Regions from separate parts of the Sus scrofa genome. Here regions 2 and 3 are each linked to region 1. A link is a contact called in public HiChIP or PLAC-seq and promoter capture Hi-C data. All regions are on one chromosome and are shown on one strand. The core of a region is the stretch at or near the end of the contact, and the rest is flanking DNA. Distances in the headings are between cores, read along the strand shown. Region 1 holds the start of CDC26 (anaphase-promoting complex subunit CDC26). Region 2 overlaps RGS3 (regulator of G-protein signaling 3). Region 3 has its middle 140 kb from the start of MIR378B.

Region 1 (4,947 bases), core at 1,996-4,495:
TGATGTCTTAGTTGATGTGTGAAGGGCAGGCAGAGAAAGGGGCTTAAGGGCATCCGAGGCAGAGAGAACAAGTATGCACAGAGGCCAAGGGAACACCCTAGAATATGAAAATCCAAAGTAATTTGTATGCTTAAAAAAAAAAAAAAAAAAAAAGGTTTTCTTCTTTTCTTTATTTTTGACTTTTGCCATTTCTTGGGCCGCTCCTGCAGCATATGGAGGTTCCCAGGCTAGGGGTTGAATCAGAGCCGCAGCTGCCAGCCCACACCACAGCCACAGCAACTCAGGATCCAAGCCTCTTCCGCAACCTACACCACAGCTCACGGCAATGCCAGATCCCCAACCCACTTGGCAAGGCCAGGGATCGAACCTGCAACCTCATGGTTCCTAGTTGGATTTATTAACCACTGCGCCATGACGGGAACTCAAAAAAAAAGATTTTCTTTAGAAGGAAACTCCTAAACTGAGTTTAAAAGCTGTTGAGGGCATCATTTTTTTTTTCTTTTTAGGGCTGCACCTGCAGCATATGGAGGTTCCCAGGCCAGAGGTCAAATCGGAGCTATAGCCTCTAGCCTACACCACAGCCACAGCAACACAGGATCTGAGCCGAATTTTCGACCTACACCCCAACTCATGGCAACCCCGGATCCTTAACCCACTGAGCAAGGCCAGGGATGGAACCCGCATCCTCATGGATCCTAGTTAGATTTGTTAACCGCTGAGCCGCGAAGGAAACTCCAATGGCATCATCTTTATATTCCCAACAGCATCCTGTAGAGAATGTCTATAATAACCAATCAGTATATGTTTTGCTGAATAAATTTAGATATTCAAATTCAAAAAGTGAAATGAACTTTTCTCGAGCACCATGCTATGCTTTTCTTGTACATTCTCATTTTTAACACAGAAATACTATGACACTGGCAAAATTACCCTATTTTACAGATAAAGTTGAAGCTATTCAGTTGATTAACAAATGTCTCAGCCTTGGAGTTCTAGCTGAGACTTATCAGGTTAAGAATCCCACTAGTATCCACGAGGATGCAGGTTTGATCCCTGGCCTTGCTCAGTGGGTTAAGGATCCAGCATTGCCGTGAGCTGTGGTATAGGTTGCAGACAGGGCTTGGATCCTGTGTTGCTATGGTTTTGGTGTAGGCCGGCAGCTATAGCTCCAGTTTGGCTCCTAGTCTAGGAACTTCCATATACCTCAGGTGTGGCCCTAAAAAAGACCACACAAAAAAAGTGAGAATGAGGTAAGTGAAACCTCCTTTAAAGTATGTATAGTTCTGGAGTTCCCCTCATGGTGCAGCGGAAACAAATCCAACTAGGAACCATGAGGTTTCAGGTTCGATCCCTGGCCCCACTCAGTGGGTTGAGGATCCAGCATTGCTGTGATCTGTGGTATAGATTGCAGACTCGGCTCTACATGCCACTGCTGCAGCCCAATAAAGACAAAAGACAAAATAAATAAATAAATAAAATGAGGTATGTACAGTTCCCATCGTGGCGCAGTGGAAATGAATCTATCTGGGAACCATGAGGTTAAGGGTTCCATCCCTGGCCTCACTCAGAGGGTTGAGGATCCGGTGTTGTGGTGAGCTGTGGTACAGGCCGGCAGCTGTAGCTCTGATTAGACCCCTAGCCTGGGAACCTCCATATGCCGCAGGTGCGGCCCTAAAAAGCAAAAAAAAAGTATGTACAAACATAAATGATTATTACATGTTTCTAGGATGTAGCTAGGGACTGTGAAGTATACAAAAGATAAAATTTCCCCTCCTCCCATGAAGCCTGGGACTGAGACAAATGATATTATCAACACAAAACACTGACACATTACATTTCAAATTTTTTGGTACTAAATCAAATACGATTTTTTTTTTTTTTTTTTTTTGTCCTTTTAGGGCGCTCCCACAGCATATGGAAATTCCCAGGCTAGGGGTCTAATCAGAGCTGTGGCTGCCGGCCTACGCCAGGGCCACAGCAATGCCAGATCCGAGCCGCGTCTGCGACCTACACCACAGCTCACCCTAATGCCGGATCCTTAAGCTCCGGATCCAACTGAGCAAGGCCAGGGATCAAACCCACAACCTCTGGTTCCTAGTCGGATTCGTTTCTGCTGCGCCACGACAGGAACTCCCAAATCAAATAGGATCTTGATTCCAACGTAGACAAAGGCAAGAGGAAGCCAAAGTTCCAAGAGAATGCTTAAAAGAAAAAAACAACTGTGATACATTCTAACTTTCCCGCAAGCTGTAAAAAGCTCACCACTATGAAGAAGTATAGTGTAATGGGTAAAAGTGCTTGCTTTGGAGGCAAAGGGCAGAGACTCAAATTCTGTTGCCACTGATTTTGGACAATTAGCTTCGCCTTTCACTAGATCTTAGCTTCTTCCCTTGTATCTGTACTCAGGTGTTGTATGGATTGAATGACGTGATGCAGATAAGTGCCTGTAACGTACGTAACTTGGCATTTAGTAAACGCTCAAATATGTAGCCATTATTATTGTAACTGCCCTTGGAGAGGGTAGGAGGCTCTGTCCAGCTCGGGAAACAACAATAAATTTTGAAAAATCTCCACCCCCGATACGGGAGCAAAAACCTTGTCTTGTCGATCTCTGGTGCCCCAACACCCAGGGCAACACAGGGCTGTGCAGAGCTGCTTGCGCGCAGTTTACCTGACGCCTGACATTCTTCATCTCACTCCGAGTAATATAGACCAAACACAGGCCATGGCTCCTCCGCTGGCTCTTTATTTTACTCTGGCGCTAGAGGGCTCTTCGAGCTTATTCTTTCGCCACTGCCCAAATGCACCGAAAATCCACCCAGCTCAAAAGAAGCTGCCGAGAGAACTTCCCGACAGCGGAGGAAAGCACACTCCTTTCGCGGCTACAGGACCGCACTCCTGGGTCCGGGGCAAAGGTTTCCATGGCAACATGGTCCACCACTCTAGGAGGACTTAAAGCTCTTCGCAGGGCCGGGAGCGGCAGCAGACCCCGGAAGGTGCCGTTTCACTCCCGGAGTTCAGTCCGGAGGCGCGCGACTTGAAGCACCTACCTCTTTTCAGCCCTTTCCCGGAACCTCAGCGCCCACCCCGAATCTTCTGCTATGTCAACTGCACTACACCTCCCAGGTTGCTCTGAGTCTCTCTCCTCGCAGAACCTCGTCCTCCGCGTGCTCTTTTTAGAGGCTGTACGTGTCACAACGCTCAACGCACCCAGAGCCTTTCCTACTACGATTCCCATCATGCTCTACGGCGCCCAGGACGCGGCTTCGGCCCTCGGCCCACTTCCGGTCTGGACGTAATTCCGCTTTGTTAGGCGCGCGGTGGATGGTCTGGAACGTAGGGCTCGCCTCTTGCTGAAGCTTCGCGGCCTCGGAGCCCAGCATGGCTTCCTCGCGAGCCTCCTCCACGGTACGGATCTCGGCTCACTCTGGCAGGGCAGGGAGGGCGGAGGGGTGGGGGGTCCGTGCAGAACAGAGCCGTTAGGGAACGGGCGGTGGAGGACTGAGGAGGAAGGCTGCCAGACTCGGTCTGGTCTTAGAGAGCTGAGCAGCGTTTTTCTTTGAGTGACCGGAGTGTGTTTTAGGTCATTTTCATCTCTTACTACAACAACCCTAAAATGTAAATACCTCTTCCGTCTCGTTCAGAAACGGAGCTCTGAAAGGGAGTAGGGTTTTGGCCAAGATTTACGACAGTGTCAGTCTTGATTATAATGAGGCCTCCTAACTTCATATCTACTACCTCGCGTCTGAAAACGTTTGAATTGTATAGACCGGTAACTTTATAACTTGTTCCCCTTTATCATGGCGTTGGTTATTTCAGTTATTCTTGATATCTCCTGTGATGAGCAGTGGCCCTGAAAGTTTCATAAAACCCAAGAAGAGATTGCACCTCCAACCAAATGAAGTAAACATGTTCCAAAGCAAACCATTGATAGAAAAATCACAAGAGAAATTCACTAGTTTTATCTATCTCTTCCTATCTGCAAAACTTAAAGTGACTGAGAGACTGGAACACTCCCCCCTGCCCCACTCCATCAGGGAAGATACATCTTAATTGGTGTCCAACTTGTCTTTTTTGGGGGAGGGAATAGGATTGAAGCTCTGGATAAGCTTCATCCTCTGGGAAGCTAGCAAATTGCTGAGATTAAGCTTTAGGTTCATCCAGGTCTTTGATTTAACAGGCAACCAAAACTAAGGCACCTGATGACTTAGTCGCTCCTGTTGTGAAGAAACCACACATCTATTATGGAAGTTTGGAAGAAAAGGAGAGGGAACGGCTGGCCAAAGGAGAGTCTGGGATTTTGGGAAAAGAAGGACTTAAAGCAGGAATTGAAGCAGGGAATATTAACATAACCTCTGGTAAGATGCAAACTGTAGTCCATCTCTACTTTGGGTGCTCAAAATTTCTGTAATATTTACTTTCCTAAACGTAGATATCACAAGTATAGTGTCAGAAAACTTCGCATATTAAACTTGCATCTATTGGTGTTCCTATTGTGGCTCCCGGGTTACACGAACCCAACTTGTATCCAAGAGGATGCAGGTTGGATCCCTGACCTCATTCAAATGTGGATTAAAGGATCCACTGTTACTTTGAGCTGTGGTGTAGGTCTCAGACGTGGTTCAGATCCCAAGAGCCTGTGACTGTGTTGTAGGCTGGCAGCTGCAGCTCCAGTTTGACCCCTGGCCTGGGAACTTTCAAATGCCCCAAGTGCGGCCCTAACAAAGCAAAAAAACAAAAAAACAAACAAAAATTTGCATCTTTCGAAGGCCATACTTTCTGCCTACCCATTTAACATTACCCCAGAGCCTTTTTTCTTTTAACTTTTTTTTTTTTGTCTTTTTTGCCATTTCTTGGGCCACTCCCACGGCATATGGGAGGTTCCCAGGCTAGGGGTCTAATCGGAGCCGTAGCCGCCAGCCTATGCCAGAGCCACAGCAACTCGGG
Region 2 (4,350 bases), core at 251-2,750, 280 kb after region 1:
GACATAGCTGGGGTGAGCAGGCCTCTGCGTGTCATACCTGGCACCCTTTCCCAGCCTGTTCCGAGCCCTGCATTGGATTGGGAAGCGGATTTGATTAGATCCTAAACAACAGCTCCATTTAGAGGGCCTGGTTCATTTCCTGTGTGCTTCTAGCAGGCGAAACACGCACAGAATTAACCCTGGTCCAGCCACGCCAAGGAAGTGGCGGATGGGAGAGACACGCTCCCCGTGGAAGGGGAAGAGCCGCGGCGAGCGCTCTGGACCCAGGGCCCTGGGTGAGCAGGCTGGTCCCTGGGGTGCCTTGGCTGGGTGCTTCTCACCCTCACCTGTTGTAACAACTGCCTTTTTGGGTGTCCGAGGCTGCCTGCACTTCCTCCATCAGACCACTCACCACGTTCACTAAGGCCAGTTGTTCAGCCTCTGTTTTTCTGCTCAGCTGAGGGCAGGGATTGTGTCTGACTTGGTCTCTGCTGTCCCCACCCCTATCCCAGGGTCTAACTCAGTGCCTGGAGAATGAATGAGGGCATGTATGAAGCCAGTCCCAGCCCTCCGCCTGCCCTACGGCCTGCCCAGAGCAGTCATACCTAGGGCTCTGCATGGGTCATTCTGTCGCTCACAGGACGGTCCCACGGCCCGGCATTGGCGTCCCTTCTGTAACCTGGCTCTCCTCTTTATCTCCTGTCCTAATTCTCTCACTCGCCACCCTGTGTCCCAGGTTTCTGAGATTTCCTGTTTCAGAGGCTCCCTTCCCTTGAGGTACTGGCACCCCTGCTTTCCTAGGAACACAGGCCTGGCCAGACCTACTCAGAGGCACACACAAGCCCATCCAGGGGCTGGGGAGGGAACCAGTGAGCTCTGGTCTCATGTGGGTCGGGCCCAGGTGCAGGGCCTCTGGTGGCAGGGCTCATAGCCTGCTCCCCCTCCGTCTAGACCCCAAGGACCCGAGTGGTGGGGAGAGACCCTTGGCCAGGACACATGAGTTCTAAAACTGGATCTTCGGTAATTCCCTTAGGCTCTGGGACCTCAGATTCCCTATCTCTAAGACAAGGGGAGACTAATAATTGCTACCAGTTTATCAAATGCCTCTCTGGGGCTGGCCGTGAAGAGCACGAGCTTAGTCCTCTGAGTCTGGTGTGATAGCCCGGCTCTGTTCCACATAAGGAAGCAGACTCTCGGAATAGCCAGAGGCTTGTCCATCTTCTCACCCAGCTTGGAGCGGACACTGCTGGAATGAGAACCAAGTCGGAGCAGGGTGTCTGAGCAGGAAATGCTGGGCGCTCAGTGAGCTCTGGGTCCTGGGTGGTTTCTCAGGTACCCTGGGGCGGGGGCCCTCTGGGGACAGAGGCACTTCCCCTCCTAGCTTTGTTTGGTTTGGCCTTGGTTTAGGGCAGGATTGGCAGAGGCAGGCTGACTTGCATTTCTGGTTTTGGGTCTGTTGCTGCACTTTCCCCGAGGGGTGGGCGGGCTCTGGCCACAGTCACTGCTGGTACCTCCGCCCCCATGCCCCCAGGAAAGGGGAAATGCTGCTGCTTCCCTCTGAGGGCCCAGGGCCAGGCCCCGGGGCATGGGGGCACCATTTCTGTTTCTTTCATCTGTCTTTCCAGATGGGGGTTTCTGGCCAGGGGACTGGGCTGCTCTGGGCCTGAGATCTGAAGTGAGCTTGGATGAAGGAGCCAGAGGCCTGGCTCTAACCCCAGCCCAGCCCTGCGGGTACATGTACCTTTGGGCAAGTCCCTAGGTCACATCCAGGCTGGGCCCTCTGTCTTCCTGTCAGTTCAGTGGAGGGTCTCTCTGATCCCTTGGGAACAAACTAAGGTTCCCAGGTGAGATTCCTGGACTGGGGCTCCGGGTATCCCAATCGCCAACTTCCATTCAGGGGCTGACAGTTTGTTTCTAGGGGTGTGTGGGAAGATGGGCCACTGTTTGAGTTTGGGACCATAGCTGTAATCACCATGACTACTGCCACCATCGTTATCCCGTTTCAGAGCTTTTACTTTTTATAGTCACTCTCCTGGTGTGTCACTGGGTCACATTGGTCATCCCACGTCGTAGGTGGAGACCCTGAGGCCCAGAGGGTTCCATGACTGACTCTGTCTGGCGCTGCCATGTAATTCTAGCTTGGCCCCTGCTCCTCGCTGGCCCTCAGCCTCCGCACCTGTGCAGTGGGGATTTGGGCTTGCTGACGTTCTAGGGTCGGAGGCAGTAAAGTCTGAGGGGTTCCCGGGTGGAGTCATCATCCAGCTGCAGGCAGGATTTCAGGGCAGGAAGTCCTCGGGGCAAGTGGGCCCCTGTCATTGGCTGTCCTGGGAACCAGACCCTGGCCAAGTCCTCCTAAGGCATTCTCCAGAGGCGTCCCCTCCCGGCTCAACACCTCTCCCTGCTGCTCTGGGGGTGGCGGTGAGGTAGGGAGGGCTTTCACTTGACTGCTTCCAGGTGGTGGCTTTTGCCCACACTCCTTTCACATCCGCTCTGGTGCTCCCAGATGCCACGGTGACCCCAGCATATGTGTGTGGCACCCTGCAGCTGCCTTGAGCTTTGGCTGGGCTGTTTATTCCCAGATGTGAGGCCCGGCTGGCCAAGGGCTTACATAAGTTCCCAGCTGCAGGCGTAGCCTTTCAGTTTCTGGCAGCTGTGCAGTAGTGGATAGCGGTGGGCTCAGCTTCCTCATCTGTCACATGGACATGAGCGGTTTTTACCATAAGAGCTCTTAACCTATGCTCTGAAGGACTCACCCCTGAAGTTCTCTGCCCGTGTGCGTTTGTCCCCTTGGATCTGTGCAGTTCCCAGGAACGTGTGGCATCTTTCTCTTCATTGTTCTGGGTGTTATGGCCTCTTCGTGGCATCTGGGCTCTGCGTAGTTCCAGGTCCAGCATTTCAAGTCCTTGACTACGATGAGTGGCCTAGCCTAGCCCCGGCCTGGGACACCCCTGACTTTCTTGGAGCCCTGGTTTTCCTGTGAGAGCTTCTTCTCAGACTCCCCCGAGGGTATGCTTTTTCCCTGTGCAATGAATCTGCAGGAACCCAGCAAAACCTCCAAGGGTTCTGAGGGTGGTGTGAGAGGCAGGAAATGCTTCCTTTTTATATATGGAACTTCTCTGAGGTTCCTCCAAGCACAGTTTAAAAATCACTGGGTGGCAGATGTCCCCAGATGTTTTGGGGACATCTGTCTAGTCCAAGTGTGGACAGTATTTTGAGGTTCCAGGTTTTTTTGTTTGTTTTCTGAGGGCTGCACCCATGGCATATGGAAGATTCCAGGCTAGGGGTCCAATCTGAGCTGCAGCTGCCAGCCTACACCACAGCCACAGCAATGAGGGATCCGAGCCGCATCTACTACCTACACCACAGCTCATGGCAATACTGGATCCCCAACCCACTGAGTGAGGCCAGAGATTGAACCTGAGTCCTCGTGGATACTAGTGGGATTCGTTTCCACTGCGCCATATCAGGAACTCCTTGAGGTTCTAGTTTTATTCCAGTTTATTCGTTTCAAAAAGATCTAAACATTCAGATCAAGTTCTTACTTGGGTGTCTGGGTCCAGGATTCTCTCACTTAGTGATTGCTCTGGCTTGGGGTTTTGTTTGATTCTGGTGCGTGAAGGCAGAGGCCGTCTGGCTCCTCATTTATTCACAGAGGGGACTTGCTCACAGAGGGCCTGTGGCACTTCCCTTAGAAGGCCATCGGGGCAATTCCATAAGAGGGGTTTCACCTGCTGTGGCCCCTGGCAGATAATAGAGCAGGTAATGGTACCTTCTCCCCCTTCTCCCTTAATTGACCAACCACGTTTTTGATGGAGCAGAAGTTTCCAGCAAGGAAGTTAGGGTGGGAACCCATTTTCAGCTAAGCTAAGGGGCTTTCAGGCTTCCATCTGGTGCTTTGACTTTCACACTGTGGGGTGTGGGGTGCAGGCTGTGGGGTTTGGGCTGCTGCTTGAGTTTGTTTCAGCTTCTGAGACATTGGCTCGTGCACAGTAGCCTCCCCTTGTGAACCTTGCTCATTTCTCTTTATTTCACAGATGTTTAAGGCAGAGGCGGATGAGAAGAGGGAGATGCCCTTAGAGGAAGGGAAGAGGCTGGGTGCTGAGGACCCCCCACCCAGCAAGGACCCCTCTCCTGGCCAGGAGCCTCCTCCAGGACAAGACCTTCCACCCAAAAAGGACTCCTCCTCTGGCCAGGAACTTTCTGCTGGCCCAGAATCACTGTCCAGCAAAGACTCACCTTCCTGCAAAGAACCCCCTCCGGGCCAGGAACCCTCGCCAAGCAAGGACTCCCCACCGTGCCAGGAACCCCCTGCACCCCCAGCCCCTTCTCCGCACCAGGACCTTCCTGCTGGGCAAGAACCCTCTCCCGGGC
Region 3 (4,671 bases), core at 797-3,296, 360 kb after region 1:
AGCCCCGCCTCACTTTTGGAGGGTTTGGCAAATGTGAGGGGTGGGGGGGCTGTGTCGTGGGAGAGAAAAAGAGACAGAGAAACAGAAGAAAAGGAAGAGGAGGAGGAGAGGTGGCATGGGTGCAGCAAGGTGTTAATAGTTGGTGGAGCTCCATGAGGCGTAGTCCTTCAACTATTCAGTGGGTTAGACTTTTTTTTTTTTTTTTTTTGTCTTTTTGCCATTTCTTGGGCTGCTCCTGCAGCATATAGAGGTTCCCAGCCTAGGGGTCGAATCAGAGCTGTAGCCACCAGCCTACACCAGAGCCACAGCAACACCGGATCCGTGTCTGCAACCTACACCACAGCTCACGGCAATGCCGGATCCTTAACCCACTGAGCAAGGCCAGGGATCGATCCCGCAACCTCATGGTTCCTAGTCGGATTCGTTAACCACTGAGCCACGACGGGAACTCCCATTTTTCAAAATTAAAAAAAAAAAAAAATGCAAATAATCGTAAAAAAAAGAAAAGCACCAAAAAGCCATACATTTTTACTGAACTCTCTAAGAGATATAAAGGCAGGACTTGCATAACAGAAAAATTTCCTCGACACCCATCCACCTCTCCAAGTCTCCTTTCTTAGGGAAGTTGCATCCCTCTTTCCGAAGGTCAGGTGCCTGGTGTGAATCTCACTCCGGCATTTACTTACTGTGTGGCTTTGGCCAAAGTGCTTAAACCTTCCTGTGCCTCCGTTTCCTCTTCTGTAAAATGGGGGAGGATATCGGTACCCACCTGCAGCGTCGTCATGGGGATTAGATGTCATCATAGCACCAGGGAGAACTCAGTAAATGACAAGAATAAGAGCTCAGTCAATGACACCATTGTCCACTGAGGCTGTCCATGGCCCTTTGGGGGAAGCTCAGTTAAGTGAGGGCCGGGCCCATGGTGGCTTCCTTGGCATCTCTGACTCCCCATCCCCATGGTGGGCAGCGGGACATCAGTGCGACTCAGATCCCTGGGATGATTGCTGTGACCACCAGGTGGCAGCACTTAATGGCAGTGGCTTCCAATGCAGGGGCTTCCCTGACCCAGCTTGAGGTCCTGCTTGCACCCACCATGGACCCTGTGTGAGGGAGAAATACATCTTTGTGGTTTTAAACCTCTTGGATGTAGAAGTTTTTTTTTTTTTTTTTCCCCAGTACCGCTTTATTTATTCCGACTGATAAAGCAGGGTTACCCTGTCCGCGGCTCAGGCTCCCTGGAATGTTCATCTTAGAAGGTCAGCCTTAACTGGAACTTTCCAGGCATCTCTGATTCCTAGCCAATGCCCTCAGTCCATTAGAAGCCTCCAGGCTCAGCTCTGCAGCTCCCAGCAGTCCCTCTGCCCCAGTCCAGGGCCACTGAAATATGATCACAGAGAGAGCTCCCAAGCCCCAAATATAGGCTCTTAGGAGCCCCATTTGCTGCAAGACATTTGGTCATTGTCTTAGTCTAGACATCAGAATTAAAATCTCTTATCAGCTCATATACTGGGGAAGTTGGGTCAGGCAGGATCAGGGCCAAAATTCCTCTGCCTCCAGCACAGCTGCTGCCGCTGCTACATCAGAGATGATGCTTATTGGAAGGGAAACCAGGGTTTGGGGGAGGAGCCCCAGATGGGGAGCCAGGAAGTCTGAGCTCCAGCCCTGGCTCTGCTTCTCCTGTGTGATCTCAGGGAGTCTCTTCCTTTCTTCGGGCCAAAGATTAAGTAGACGAGCCTCTTCCTACCTGAGGGCCTTTGTGCAGGTCATTCTTTTGCCTGAGAGCATTTACCCTCTCCTTCCCTCGCCTCCCAGTTAACTCTTGCTCAGCCATCACATCTGAGCCTGAAACACAGGGTCATTGTGCCCCATACATCCCGCTCACTGCCTTAGAGCACTCGCTTGTTGGCTTTAATTACTTTAATTAAAGTAATTACTTTAATTGCTCGTTCAGAGACCGTCTCCCCACTAGGCTCTGAGCTCTGTGACTCCATCAAGGTTTGGTGGAGGAATGAGTGATGTATGTGGATCTGACCTGTGAGAGTCCTCCTGGCAGTCTGGGCACGAAGGGATGGAAGGTGACGTTTCAAGGTGCCCAGCCCATCCCTCCCAGGAGCTGCAGGAGGGTCCCTCTCTTCCAGCTCCCTTTGGCAAGGGTTCAGCACAGCCAAAGTGAGTTGATCCTGTGCTGCCCCCTGGTGTCTGCCTCTAAGATAACAATCCCAGATCCTTGCTCTATGAAGGAAATTGGCAAGGCCCGGGGTTGGGGAGGAGGGGGAGGGGGGGCGAGCTTGCCTTGCCTTGTCTTGTTCATTCCTAACTGCAGCCTTGTGAGATGGGGGTTATTGTCGCCCATTTTAGGAATGAAGAAAGCCTGCATCTGTTCATTTATTTGGAAAATATTTATTGAGTACCTGTCGTTTGTCAGGCATTCTGCTAGGAGCCGATGTGTCAGAGGTGCTTTCTGCCTAGGAGCTTACATTTAGGTCTGTGCTGGGAAAGGAAGACAGTAAACAAATAAACACACAAAATTGTGTGCGTATGTACATGTGTATCCGTGCTTGTGCTTCCATATGTCTGTACACAATGCATGTATGTGTGTACGTGTGTGTGCTTACAGATGTGTCTTTGTATGTGGCCAGCACATTGGTGGCTCAGATGTTAAGTGACTTGTCCAAGGTCACAGAGATGCCGCTGGATTCGAACCCTTTTATGAGGATCACAGCTAATAGCTGCATAAGCCCTAATTCCATGTCACATGCCAAATTCAGTGCTCTGTACGTGTGTGTGTTAATGTGTTTTATCCTCACAGCAACCCTGTTGTTATCTCATTTCATAGCACAGAGAGACTAGACCACTTGGCTGATGTCACACAGAAGCTAAATGGTGGAACCAGGACTTGAACCCAGATGCCTTGGCTACAGAGCCCTTCTTTTTTTTTTTTTTTTTTTTTTTGTCTTTTGTCTTTTGTTGTTGTTGTTGTTGTTGCTATTTCTTGGGCCGCTCCCGCGGCATATGGAGGTTCCCAGGCTAGGGGTTGAATTGGAGCTGTAGCCACCGGCCTACACCAGAGCCACAGCAACGCGGGATCCTAGCCGCGTCTGCAACCTACACCACAGCTCACGGCAAAGCCGGATCGTTAACCCGCTGAGCAAGGCCAGGGATCGAACCCGCAACCTCATGGTTCCTAGTCAGATTCGTTAACCACTGCGCCACAATGGGAACTCCGAGCCCTTCTTCTTAACACTGTGATACACCAACTGTAGGAGTTTTGATATCCAGGGCTTCAATGATGGTGGCAGCAAACCCAGTGCCACCCTCTCCTGCCACCCCAGCCAGGAAGGATCAGAAGGGCCCATGCTGGCCAGTCCTCTGTCTCCAGACCATGCAAGATGGCTGAGTAGTCCTCTGTCCTATGACTTGGAGAGAGTGGGGAGGGGAGGGTGCCACAGAGGAGCAGGAGCTTGATAGGCTGGTCATGGGGGTGGAACCAACCCTGCTAGGTTGTGAGGTGAGCCCAAGTGCAGACAGGAAGGCTTCTTGGAGGAGAAGAGGGGTGGGCTGGGCCTAGAAAACGGAGCAGGACTCAGATGTACATTTCTAAGAGGGAGTGAGGTGAGCTGAGGCTTGAAGGGAGGAAGCATGCAGATGCCCATGGCTCTAAGCTTCAGGGCTTGCCCTCCAGGCCAACGAGCTGGACTGCTTGTGGGCTGGGGGCCCTGGAGGGGAAGGACATGGTCAGGGCTGGGATTTGGAAGAGCCTCTGGCTGCAAAGTGGAGGGTGGCCTGGGGGCAGTGAGACCTGGAGGTGGGGGCTGTTGCAGGGGTCCGGGTGAGAGAGGCAGGGACAGCCAGGGGACAGAGATGAAGGGCTCACAGAGGCTGAAGCCAAGGTGAGTTTTGGAGTCACCTGGCCTGTCCCCCTCCCCCCCACCTCTCTGGCTTCCATTCCTCCAATTTCCCCCTCCCTCACTCCACTCCTCGCTCTTGCTTTGTTAAAAGCTATTCTGACACTTGCTGAAACGGTAAAGACTTTATTCAAGTCTATTGCAATAGGGGAGAGAGACTGAGCCCAACTCTCGGGGCAGCAAAGACAGCCAGGGGCTTGGCAAGGAGCAGGGCAGGGGTCAGTGGAGACTTCACGGGTAGGGAGGTGCTTGCTAAATTGATCTAACAGGATTCTTGCTAAAGGCAGGCCAAGGACTGGGATATCAAGGGGTCGGGGGATTCTTGCTAGCCTGACCTAGCAGGATTCTTTGCTAGCACACATTCACAAATGTGACCAGGCATACACGCACATATGCACACGTAGACATACACACGTGTGCCTACACACATAAGCACTCATACACACACACCTCCACCAACCCCCATCCGTGCATATGTATATACACATCACATATGTTCACAACACACGCACCCCTGCCCACAGAGCACACAGGCATACACACAATGTATACACATATGTGCATGTGCTCACTCACGCATGCATGTACACACGCACCTATGACAGCCTGACTCTAACCCTCTCCTGCAGCCATGGCCACATGCTAGGGCCCCTTGGGTGTCTGTGGACTCACGGCCTGAACAGGTGACCCCCGCAGTGATCCTCTGCTGCCACCTTGTGGCCACTTCCTAGATAGCAGCACACAAGAGGCAGAGGCCTTTCCCTGG

Evidence for each region. Promoter capture Hi-C pulls out the DNA fragments that hold promoters and counts their contacts. HiChIP or PLAC-seq counts read pairs in DNA pulled down with a chosen protein or histone mark.
Region 2: an H3K27ac HiChIP or PLAC-seq map of alveolar macrophages shows a contact between it and region 1. The contact joins the enhancer-like site here to the promoter of CDC26 in region 1. A contact is called at or near these places in 3 of 5 promoter capture datasets (fetal liver, fetal skeletal muscle and liver), 8 of 47 Hi-C or Micro-C datasets (brain, embryonic fibroblasts, heart right ventricle and 5 more) and 2 of 2 datasets of contacts at active chromatin or transcription factors (alveolar macrophages and skeletal muscle).
Region 3: a promoter capture Hi-C map of fetal skeletal muscle shows a contact between it and region 1, with 5 times the contacts expected there. The contact joins the enhancer-like site here to the promoter of CDC26 in region 1. A contact is called at or near these places in 3 of 5 promoter capture datasets (fetal liver, fetal skeletal muscle and liver), 9 of 47 Hi-C or Micro-C datasets (embryonic fibroblasts, heart right ventricle, mesenteric adipose tissue and 5 more) and 1 of 2 datasets of contacts at active chromatin or transcription factors (skeletal muscle).

Annotation. Positions count from the first base shown.
Region 1 is chr1:253,903,414-253,908,360 of Sscrofa11.1, forward strand. CDC26 (anaphase-promoting complex subunit CDC26) reads right to left here and starts at 3,246. Exons shown (of 4, transcript XM_021067696.1): 1 at 3,051-3,246. PRPF4 (U4/U6 small nuclear ribonucleoprotein Prp4) reads left to right here and starts at 3,318. Exons shown (of 14, transcript XM_005660339.3): 1 at 3,318-3,408; 2 at 4,181-4,358.
Region 2 is chr1:254,189,196-254,193,545 of Sscrofa11.1, forward strand. It overlaps RGS3 (regulator of G-protein signaling 3), which reads left to right. Exons shown (of 24, transcript XM_003480580.4): 18 at 4,014-4,350. Among named protein-coding and RNA genes, the nearest start is that of MIR378B, 56 kb to the left of the region's middle. Within about 2 kb of position 1,501, at least 21 of the 83 cell types and tissues checked have an H3K27ac peak or open chromatin away from gene starts, as enhancers often do. A contact at or near this core is called in alveolar macrophages, retroperitoneal adipose tissue and skeletal muscle, where this site is marked.
Region 3 is chr1:254,268,820-254,273,490 of Sscrofa11.1, forward strand. No RefSeq gene overlaps it. Among named protein-coding and RNA genes, the nearest start is that of MIR378B, 140 kb to the left of the region's middle. Within about 2 kb of position 2,047, at least 38 of the 83 cell types and tissues checked have an H3K27ac peak or open chromatin away from gene starts, as enhancers often do. A contact at or near this core is called in embryonic fibroblasts, fetal skeletal muscle, liver and 4 more, where this site is marked.